Linked DNA regions of Drosophila melanogaster: region 2 is linked to region 1. The links are chromatin contacts, called in public Hi-C maps. All regions are on one chromosome and are shown on one strand. The core of a region is the stretch at or near the end of the contact, and the rest is flanking DNA. Distances in the headings are between cores, read along the strand shown.

The links. Hi-C and Micro-C count contacts between places; a contact is called where the count stands out from the background.
Region 2: a contact with region 1 is called in a Hi-C map of the Kc167 cell line, with 1.6 times the contacts expected there. The contact joins the promoter of CG13003 here to the enhancer-like site in region 1. A contact is called at or near these places in 22 of 107 Hi-C or Micro-C datasets (the Clone 8 cell line, the Kc167 cell line, the OSC cell line and 10 more) and 1 of 6 datasets of contacts at active chromatin or transcription factors (the Kc167 cell line).

What each region holds. Positions count from the first base shown.
Region 1 is chrX:16,818,580-16,823,819 of dm6, forward strand. It overlaps CG4829, which reads left to right. Exons shown (of 7, transcript NM_167550.2): 2 at 3,978-4,193; 3 at 4,524-4,627; 4 at 5,008-5,240. Among named protein-coding and RNA genes, the nearest start is that of lncRNA:CR44129, 5.3 kb to the left of the region's middle. Within about 2 kb of position 3,917, at least 8 of the 39 cell types and tissues checked have an H3K27ac peak or open chromatin away from gene starts, as enhancers often do. A contact at or near this core is called in the Kc167 cell line, where this site is marked.
Region 2 is chrX:16,874,123-16,879,287 of dm6, forward strand. CG13003 reads right to left here and starts at 2,422. Exons shown (of 6, transcript NM_001169308.3): 1 at 1,898-2,422.

The DNA of each region.
Region 1 (5,240 bases), core at 2,667-5,166:
GCTATTTGGTGGGTTGGTTTTTTTTTTTTTTTTTATCAAGCTAATTCCCAAGAGAGCGCTCAATTGTTGGCTCAACAGATCCAGATCTGGGATCGGGCCACTTAGTCTAACAGTAATCGACGCTAAACGTCGTCTCGTTTCGGTGCCTTCAGCTGATTGCTGACAACTTAATCAACCGAACGAACGAGTAGAGAAGAACAAAATCAGAGCTCTGAAGAAAAGGCCATGCCAGCTAATATCTGGATCTGGGTGTCTATCTACTACACAACACCCAGATGCCACTCAACACATCATACTACATATACTATGTATATAGTACACAATGTGCACCCGCATTGGGATTGCGCTACTTATCTGGTGGCCAGTGTCCCTGAACTTTGGGCGAGATCAATTTGCACTGTCACCAATTTGGTTTGAAAAATGCGAGTGCGCCAGTGCGGCGAATGTGTCAAAATCCGTGAATGACAGATCTTTGTTCTAGTTGATCTATGGCGAGTCCCTTTCTTTTCATTATCTCGTCTGGGTTTTGAATTGAGCATCTTTGTGCTGAAAGGGTTAGGCAAATAATACTAAATATGTACATAACAATGACTTAATACGAGATGCGTGCAAGTCCTGAGAATATTTACTATATATGTATTACTATCCGGAAAGCTAGAAAAAGAAAATAAATATAATTAATAATATAATTACTTATGAAGAACTTAAAAATGGTAATACGTATGGCTTAAGTAAACTTCTTTAGCTAAAAATACAATAAATGTTCTAATAAACATTTACATTTAAATTTTATTTCAAAATATATTCAATTTTGAAAAATCGTTTCTTTTACGATATGCCTTGTTATAAAACTTATAAGCAATATTTGTTATTTTATGTAAGTTTGTCATTTGAATACTTCCTTTTAAGATTCCCGAACTTTATGGTTGTTTTAGATCTATGAAATTCGCGTTGAGGCATACCATTTTCATAATTCTCCCGGCCATTCGATTTCGAAAGATGTTTTTTTGAGTAGCTGCGAACAAAATACAGTAAAAATAGCTCTCAGCCGACCGACTCCTCGTAAAGCTGGGAATGGGGCCACTTTGGGGTCTCTGGGCGCAAAAAACTCAAAAGATTCGTCATTTTGGCCAACTTTGGGACATAACAAACTTTGACGCATTGCAATTTGGAAAATTTTTAAGTATCTCGCGAAGGCGTTCGTCACTCGAAGCTAAATTATGCCCAGTATTGGCCCCTTGGAAAGTTTTGATTTATTTGCGCCGGTCTTCGTGCATTTTAATTGTATTTGTTTTTGTCAAATTGTTGATTTAATTGCCCAACGAATCGATTCGTTTGGCATCCGAAATGCAAATTGGATTGGTGCCGCCATTTGATTGGGCTTGGGCATGCCCGATCAACCATGATCTATGGCCATCTGCCCTTGCCCTCTTGAAATACAAACAATAATCAAGTATTTTGTGTGGAAATCTATTCGAAATAGCATATGTTTAGCTTTTGGGTTAAATATTGTAGTTAGTTAAAAGGAAAAACATAAGTGTTTAGTATGTCTGTAATTGTAAATATTTCTCTGTACTAACTAGCCCATATCTTTCAGCTTTCCCATGTACTCCATATTTCCTCTTTTATTAAGTTTATCTATCCCTTTGATAAGAAGTCGGCTAAAGATGAAAGCCAAGCTATGATTTTCGCATTCCTTTGTCTTGTAAATATAATGAGTAATTAAAATATTGCACACTCGCATGTCTGAAACACATGTAGCCATGTATTTGGACATGGGTGTACTTATTATTAATATTGCTTGTCGGTCACTTCCCTTTAAAAGTACTTACCCAAACGAAGAAACTATCCAATAGCCATAATTTAAGCGATTTCTTATCGAATTTTTGAAATTATTGCTAATTGTTTAATCTTCACACGTAGGCATAATGACAGCCAATTCCAATTGCGATTTCATATTAGTTAGCTGGCAGTTAATTTGGTTTGCAGGCGCTGCGCAAGCGCCAAAACTAAGAATTGTAATGTGAAAATGAAGTTGACAGAATTTAAATTGACGAATGGTGAAAATTAAACGTTATTGAATAAATGTGTAATGTTGCGTCGAGCGAAAGCCTAACAATTTTGAAGTTATTCACATTTGTATATTACAAAGTAATTTAACTTAATTGAAGTATAAGTTATTTAGCTTTGGTAATGATTGCCGCGAAGCATTTGCCAAACAAAGTTGCAATTGAGTAATTATCCTTTGCCTAATGACCACCACCAACACGCCACCTGTCGTTCGGTTCCTGCGAACCGCTAAGTGCAAATAGCAATCAATTAAAGTGAAGCAGAATAGGGAACTATTTGTGGGTATTTGTATTTAATTTGCTATGGTCATGGCACGACGAACTCTATTTTGGTTTCCCTGTGCCATTTTTCGTGGGCGCAGCCAGGAACAAGTGGATCGTAAACCCCAATTGCATTCCGAATGCCTCATAATTGTGGCTTGTTCTTTCGGCCCACCGACCATTTAACGAAAACGAAACGAAATTAAATGCAGTTGACCCAAAAATAGCGCGAATGCCTGCCCGCCAGGCAGCGCAAAGAAGGCAGCAGCAAAGAGTATTATTAACCAGAAAAGAAAAAATGGGCAATATTAAAAAGTGCACACAACGCATAGGGCCATTCATTTCAGGCAGAACTCTAAACGATGTACAGTGGTACTTGGATAAATTGAATGAAAATCGCAGAAAATATTGCAAATGTCTCGGTGATTTGCCAGTTAGTAACTTCATATTTTTTTAAGCACAAATATTTTTTCATATTTTTTTAAATTTTACTTTGGGACCTAAGCCAAAATTGTAATGCTATGTGAAAATGTATATAAAAGTAATGGTAACTTATATAACACCAATTTTTCTCGGTGTAGCCCCTTAAAACTTTAAACTGCTATCAAGCACGATTAACTCACCGCCTGTATTTGAGTGTGTCTACTTTTTGAGCACCCTGTTTTACGAGGGGCTTTTCCTCTTCAGCAAGTGTCGTCATCACTGCGTGCTGGGTTAAGGGGGGGCCTAGCTGCTTGTTGTTTCATGGGTTAAAAGGGAGGGTGGTGGGTGTTGTTGTGCGAGTGCAAGTGGCGACGTCAACAATTACAAATGTAGCCCAGGTCAGGTCCGCGGTGCAAGAGGTGCTGCCCTGTCCGTTGGATATGTTTTAAATTTTTTATTTTTCCCGTTTCTCATTGCTGGCAGCAATTAACCCAATTCCCGCGAGCAATGACTTAACCCAACACCACCCCATTTCCGCCCACAAAATCCCGCCGACCACGCGAGCTCACAATCACAACATTCAATTATGGTTATGGTCGAAACAACAAAAGGAAATCCACTTGCTCGATTGAGGAAAATGCATTTCCCACTGCTACCGACTCGGTCGGCGTCGCTGTCGACGTCGTCGCTTGTCTGACCCATTTTTATACGGGACACGCCCACACAAGGAACTTGGGGGCGGTGGGCGTTGGGCGGCGGGTGGTGAACGGTGTCGGGTAGCCGAGCACACAAGCCACATCCTGCCATCAAAGTTGGCGATGACGACAGCGATATAGTTGTTGTTCGAGCTGTGACAGTGGAGTTTCGCTAAGTCGAACTTAAAAGCTAACGGATGCCAAATTAAACCAAATGATCAATATCTTTATAATATGAAAAGATATTTGTGGTTTTATAAATATTAAAGATTATAAAGTGGTTTTTATACCTCATTTTCTGTGCACAAGCTTAAGCAAATTTATGGAGACTCCACTGTACTTGTCGTTCAATGAGAATCGCTTGAGATTGTCGGTGCTTGGGCCGCATTCATTTTCAGTTTCAGTTGCTGCTGAAAGCTGCTGGCGAAAACTGTTGCATATTTTCGAGCGCCGAGGATATCAAAAACTGTTGCATTTGTTTACAACTTATTTTCGACCGTTTTTTTTCGTTTTTTTTTGCCAACTACAGCTCCATCACAATCCCAGCGGGATCGGCGGGAACGGGAACAGGAGCCGGAGCAAGTGCAGCAGCGGATGCCCACAAGATGGTGCACCACAGCAACGAGGATGCCATGAACAAGATACCCCTGAAGTCCGCCGGCGGATTGGACTCCGACGAGGAGAAGAATGGCGGCGAACTCATGCAGGACACTGCCGCCGCCGAGGAGGCGCGTCGCGAACAGATGTGAGCATAAAAAGGAGCATTAACAATAGCATTTAGGTTCGAAATGTCCTTGGCGAGTTTTATGATTGCGATGCGGAGAGGAAGTGGCTTACATAGAAATCGCATTTATTGGATTGAGCCAACTGCAATAGTAGGCGAATAGTAAATTCTTGTTTCGGACAATTTGCAGATACATTTCTGTTCTATAAACAGAAGTTCAAGGATGCGGCAAGGACTACAGCTTTCCAAGTTATTTAAAAATTAATTTTTAAGGGCACAGAGATTTTAACTAATTTTTATTATCATTGGGCTTAGTATCTTAATATGAGAATTTCATTTGGATTTTTGCAGGCGCGTGAAAGTTTTGGCCTGGATGAAGAAGCTAACCATCGTGCTAATCTGCTTTATCGGCATTGCCCTGATCAGCTACGTGATAATTAGCCTGTGTTTCAGTGGTGAGTATGGGAAATCGGGTTAAAGGTACAATAGCCAACTACATCCAGCTAACAATTCACTCACCCACTGCAAACTAATACCGAAACTCGATTCACATAGATATTGTATGTGTAGATGTGTATTGTGTATTGTACATATATACGAACAGACAGACTTTGGGACCGTTTTTTAAAGACCGAATTTAGTCAAACTGTCAAAAAATAGAACAAAACTTCGCTTATTTTCTGCATGCTTTCGATTCATCTTAACCAAGCACCTGGCATTTAATCTAGTTCAAAATAATTTCTTCTATTGTGGCACCAAAAAGTATTCACATGAACAAAACCCCAACCAAAAACTTTACACCCCAACTCACTAAACAACAACAACAACAACGAAGACTGGCCTAAATCGACGCCAAATAGAAACAACACAACAACCGCAACAACAACGACAGCAACACCAACAACAATAAGCACAGAGGCAACCATAACAACAATTGCACCATCAGGATTAGCAACAACAATAAGCACCAGCACAACAACAATAGCAACAAGTGCAACACAACAACCACCAACAGCAACAACAACAACAACAGCAACCAGAACAACAACCACTAGCAGAACAGATAGC
Region 2 (5,165 bases), core at 1,172-3,671, 54 kb after region 1:
TTCAATATATGCTTATTATGCAAATTGTGAGATTTAATTACAATTCAGACAACACAAATTACCAATAACAAATTGACTTGACCAAATATTTTAGACTTCCCAAAACACGTTCGCTATTGTTCCAATACTAAGTGTAAAACCATATTTCAAAATATATACTATTTAAAATACATTGCGTTTCAAATTTCTTAGTCTCTCAATAATTGTATTCCTTTTGTTAAATATATCAATGTGATAGTGTTGTAGTATTTTAAAACATTTTTCGTTGCATCCAATTAAACACTTGTAATAATCTGTTTGGATTTTAAAATTCTAAAAACGTCGACATCACTTTCACATGCGCACAACACTCTGTCCATTTAAAGTGGCTAATTTCTGGGCCTGTATCATCATCATCACTCTTATGTGTATTACGCATACCTTTTGCTAATTTATGGCTTGTTTCACTGGATGCACCTTGTTTTTATTATATTTTTTATGACCGATCGACTGGCGAAAAAACCCAACAAAACAAAAAAAAACACTGCTTTATTGCAAATAAACATCACATTTAAAAGCAGTGCATGCCCAGTACCGTTAGTGGTTCAAATCGAACGAGTTATTTGATAATATTCGAAATTCACGTTTTGGAGTTTTCGAAAATAACCGCCGTCGGAAAACGGTTGAGCGATATAAATGGCTCCGCACAGCGCGCACTTTGAATTGCGACTGATCGCTGCGAATCGGGTTGCTGATAAAGCACAGACGGCACGATGTGGAATGGAATGGCGGAACGGGCGGAATGGCACAATTGCTGCCGCAGCACAGCCGCAAAGTGGGCGGCATTCTGCGCGTAGGCCTAAATGTTAATGCAATTTGCTTTATGCGCATATGGAACAACGCAATCATCGGAGATCGTAGATCGGGGGTCTGGAATTTTGTAGATTTTTTTCTTTGATTTTCCAGGGTGCTTTCGATGGAGGAGTAATGGGCACAGCGGCAAAAGCGACGAACAACCGAATCGAATCCAATCACTATCACCACCAACCACCGACTGACGCTGTTCTTTTGTGACATATGGAAGTGGGTCGGGTCAAGAGGTGAGTGCCTAAAATGCTCTTTAATGCCGCCAAGCTGCCAACTTGTGGTCATTGCTCACCCGATCCCTTATTCACTCCACTGGATGGAGCCGAAAGTTGGGCAAGCGATGGGGTAATCCCAGTCCGAAAACCTATAAATATGGAAGGTGTTCAAGGAGCATTTGGGTTGCGAAAATAATTAAAATCGAACACGAAGTCAATTAGAGTGTATTCTAGCATGCAAGTCAAAAATGTATAAAACAATAAAATATAATATAATAAATATAATATAATATAATGTAAATTGGATTTTTGGAAACTGGATAAGTATATGCTTGAAATATTTCAGGCAGCTTTTCTATTATATCTAAATTACCTACTACAAAAAGTAGCTGAAAGTCATGTTGTTCAGATAATCTTGAAATTGAATTGCTATACCCATGAAGACGACCTTGCCTTGATTCCGCCACTCGGCCATCCTTCAGTCCCACCGGACTTCCTCCCACTGAAAACCATGAATCCAAACACATAGAGTATGGGTGGCCAATTCAGTGGGTTCTGGTTCTTTCATGGGCAAGGTCGTCTTTCTTCCACCGAGATGGTTGCGGTTCAGTGGGATCGGAAGTGTTTTACTGCCACTAATCCAAAGCCAAAGCCAAGTCCAACTCAGCGTTGCAGAACTGCAGCCAAATCGGATCACAAGTCGGCCATATATATTTATATATATATATAAATGTATACATCTTGATTTGCCCCCATTAACTATTCTTTATCAGAGATGTATTGCGACGCATTTGAGACGTGTATGAATATGATTAAGCCAAAATAAATCAGCTTACCTCAATCGCCGGATCCAGCCGCTAACAGAACAGGTTAAAATTTTCAAATAAAATATTTTTTTGTGTTTTACTTTTTTGCACTTTATTTTCGGAATTCTTTCGACTGCACCATAAACAAAATTATTTCATTTGCATATATTAGAATTTGTTGTTTCTCTCGCTTCGCTTTGTTTTATTAATATTATTATTTGTTGCTGCTGCTGCTGTTGTTGAATTTTTATAATAATCACCGCTGTACAGAATATTGTAAATTATTGCAATTGCACAAAAACAAAAAGGAGTACAAAAAAAAATTGGCAAATCAAAACAAATAAGTAACTCAATAGACGCTAATTAGCGAATAAATATGATTTACCCCTTTTAATACTATATATATTGATAAATTTGATCAATTCATAGTCACTTCACCACACAACCGCCAACTTTTTGAACGTTTCTGCTGCCCGTTTGAGTTTTGTCTTTTGGCCGGGCCCAAAGGCAAGAGGAGGAAATTCGTCAGCTCTGGCCAAAAGCGAAACACTGACTGACTGGCTGATAAAAGCCAAGCCGAGTTCAACCGAAAAATCCCCGGCAAAGAAAACCGATCCCCAAGCGATCGTGGCTGAGACGACTGAAAAGCCAGTGGAACGACTGAAAGCCAAGTTGGTGGAAACGAAACGCGGCCCAGACTCGTCGATTACTGAGAGGGGGGGGGAGGGGAAGCGGGCTGAAATATGCTAATCATAGGCCTCTGAAATATTAGGCCCTGGATTAGTCAGTGGGCGTACGAAAAAGGCAGCAGAAATAAGTCGAGCAGTTAAAGTGCAGCAATTGCAGCCATAAAGACTCATAAAGGGCCGCCGCATAAATTTCAGGCCTGAAAAGGAAAAATATTATTCAGTAACTCAGCATAAGTGCATTTTTAAGGCACACAAGTATTCAAAAAAAAAAAATAATAAAACCAAAAATTTTGTGTAAAAAAAAGCATATGTTTCTCAACAAAAATATTTTGATTGTAGACAAATAGTTATTTAAAATATTATAGACATCATTTTTCTGGACTAAGCTCATTAAATATTTAAAAGCAAACTATGATTTTATTATATTATGAATATATTTAAAATATAAATACAATTAATAAAATAGGTATATTTAAATATAAAATAAAATGGTCCCACATTTATTTTAAAACAAAAAACACCACGAATATATTTAGTACCAATTGTTTTGCTATTGGTTAAATATTCGTTAAATTTAAAATATAACATGTAGCATGTATTTATGAAATACTCATTTTACTGTTAAAATTTTTAGGAATTATATATCCGAAAATGGAATCAAATCAAATGACATCCAACTTGTTTAGTTAAAATTAAAATGATTTAAAATTAAATACTTGTATGGATATGGAAATCGATGTAATATTGATTTTAAGTAAGGTTGGACTTTCAGGAAATATCTTTCGTATAAAATATGAGTAGTTTAGTTTAGTCAAATAATATCGAGTTACTAAAAACTGCTTCTTTGCTTATGTTAATTTTAAGCCCACTTTACATTTTTATTATTCTAGCCATCGGGTATTTAAGATAGCACAGATAAAAGCAATGGCTCAATTTATTTGATGTAATATTTGATATATTCATATGATTTTCAGGAAATCTATTTCGATAATGTAATCGAATTCGAATTCGATTCAGCTAACTACTAAAAGCAGCTCCAATTTATGCTGATGTTATGTCCAATTTGCATTTTTATATCATTCTAGCATTCCAGTGCTCCCTCCACGCAAAGTGCACAGACGGAAGTTGTAAAAATGTATCATAAAAAACCGAACATAGAAAGGGGAAAATAAAACAATACAATAATCGAAATCATTAGACAAAGGCGAACTAAGCCATTGGCTGCAATGAGTCCGACAACAATAACAAGAAACAATACTTGCCGATCGAATCCAATTGTGGGTGCAAGCGGCGGGTGGTGGGTTCCACGGGGGGGGGGGGGGGAGCAGGCAGTTGCATGGCAGAGGGGCGGGAATAGGACGGGCGGAGGGGGGTGGCAGCGGGCGGACAGCTCGGTGGAGTCCATTGGGTGCGGCGCCAACGCTTAAACATAACGGCACAATTATAGTCGTCGTCAGATATGTGGACACATATATCCCAGCACTGAAAAAAAAATTGTTGTCTATTTTGTAGCCAATGGAAAAAAGATTACAGAACCAATTTTTCATAAACTAATAAAAGTTTTCTGCCAAGAAATGTCAATTAAATTAATTAATTAAGCCATTTGAAAAAAAGTTATTCAATAATAATGTTACAATATCAGAATATGCATAGAAATATTTCCTTAAAATTAAATGATCCATTATTATAAAAAAATGTACATTTTTTAATCATTTATAAAATGATTTGCTTTTATTTGTAACTTATATGTTATGCACAAAAAATAAGGTTTTTATTAGGTAAAAAATAATTCTATATTGGCTGTTCTATCTATCTATGTAAGAACCAATTAGTTTGTTTTTTAAATATTCCATAGCACACTTTTGGGCAACGATTGCTACTGATAAACATATGTATTTATAGTCATGAGATAGAATCAGAATTCTCATGAAATAAAACCATAAAATATCAGGCATAATTTATGTTTGACAGCGAAGTTTTTCCCTGTGCACTTGCACGGTAACAGTGCGCATACGTATATTATAATTTTAAAAATTTTTTTCCATACAATTTTTCTATCTTTTTTGCCACATTCTCCAAGGACAAACAACATTTTAGTGAGCGACGACGTCGCCGGCGGCTAACGGCACAAACCCATTCCAAGATTGATCTACAAAATACGAAATACGAAATACGAGGTACAAAATGCGAGATACAATATGCGAATATACTTCAGCGTCGAGTTTTTCGCGCCGGCAGACTTTCCTTTTTCTAACCTACGTGTGCGCGCCTGTGTGTGAGTGTGTGTATCTGTGTGAGCCAAGTGTGCGGGCGCGCACTAAAACAATAACAAAATTAAGCTAAGCGCAGAAATAAGGCAGTAAAAAATTAAAATCCAGCTCCGCGAAGAAAAGGTGTGGCAACGTTCTGTTTCTGTGTGTGTGTGTGTGACTGGTAGACTATAGTATGCTATAGTCGACTATAGTCATTGCTATTACCATTACTATTACTATAACTATTACAGTTACAGTTACCGTTACCGTTACAGTTTCCATTTCAAAAGCCGCCAACCAAAATGGCATAAATATGAAAAGTTTCAGCAACTTAAAGACAAAACACCCAATTGTCAA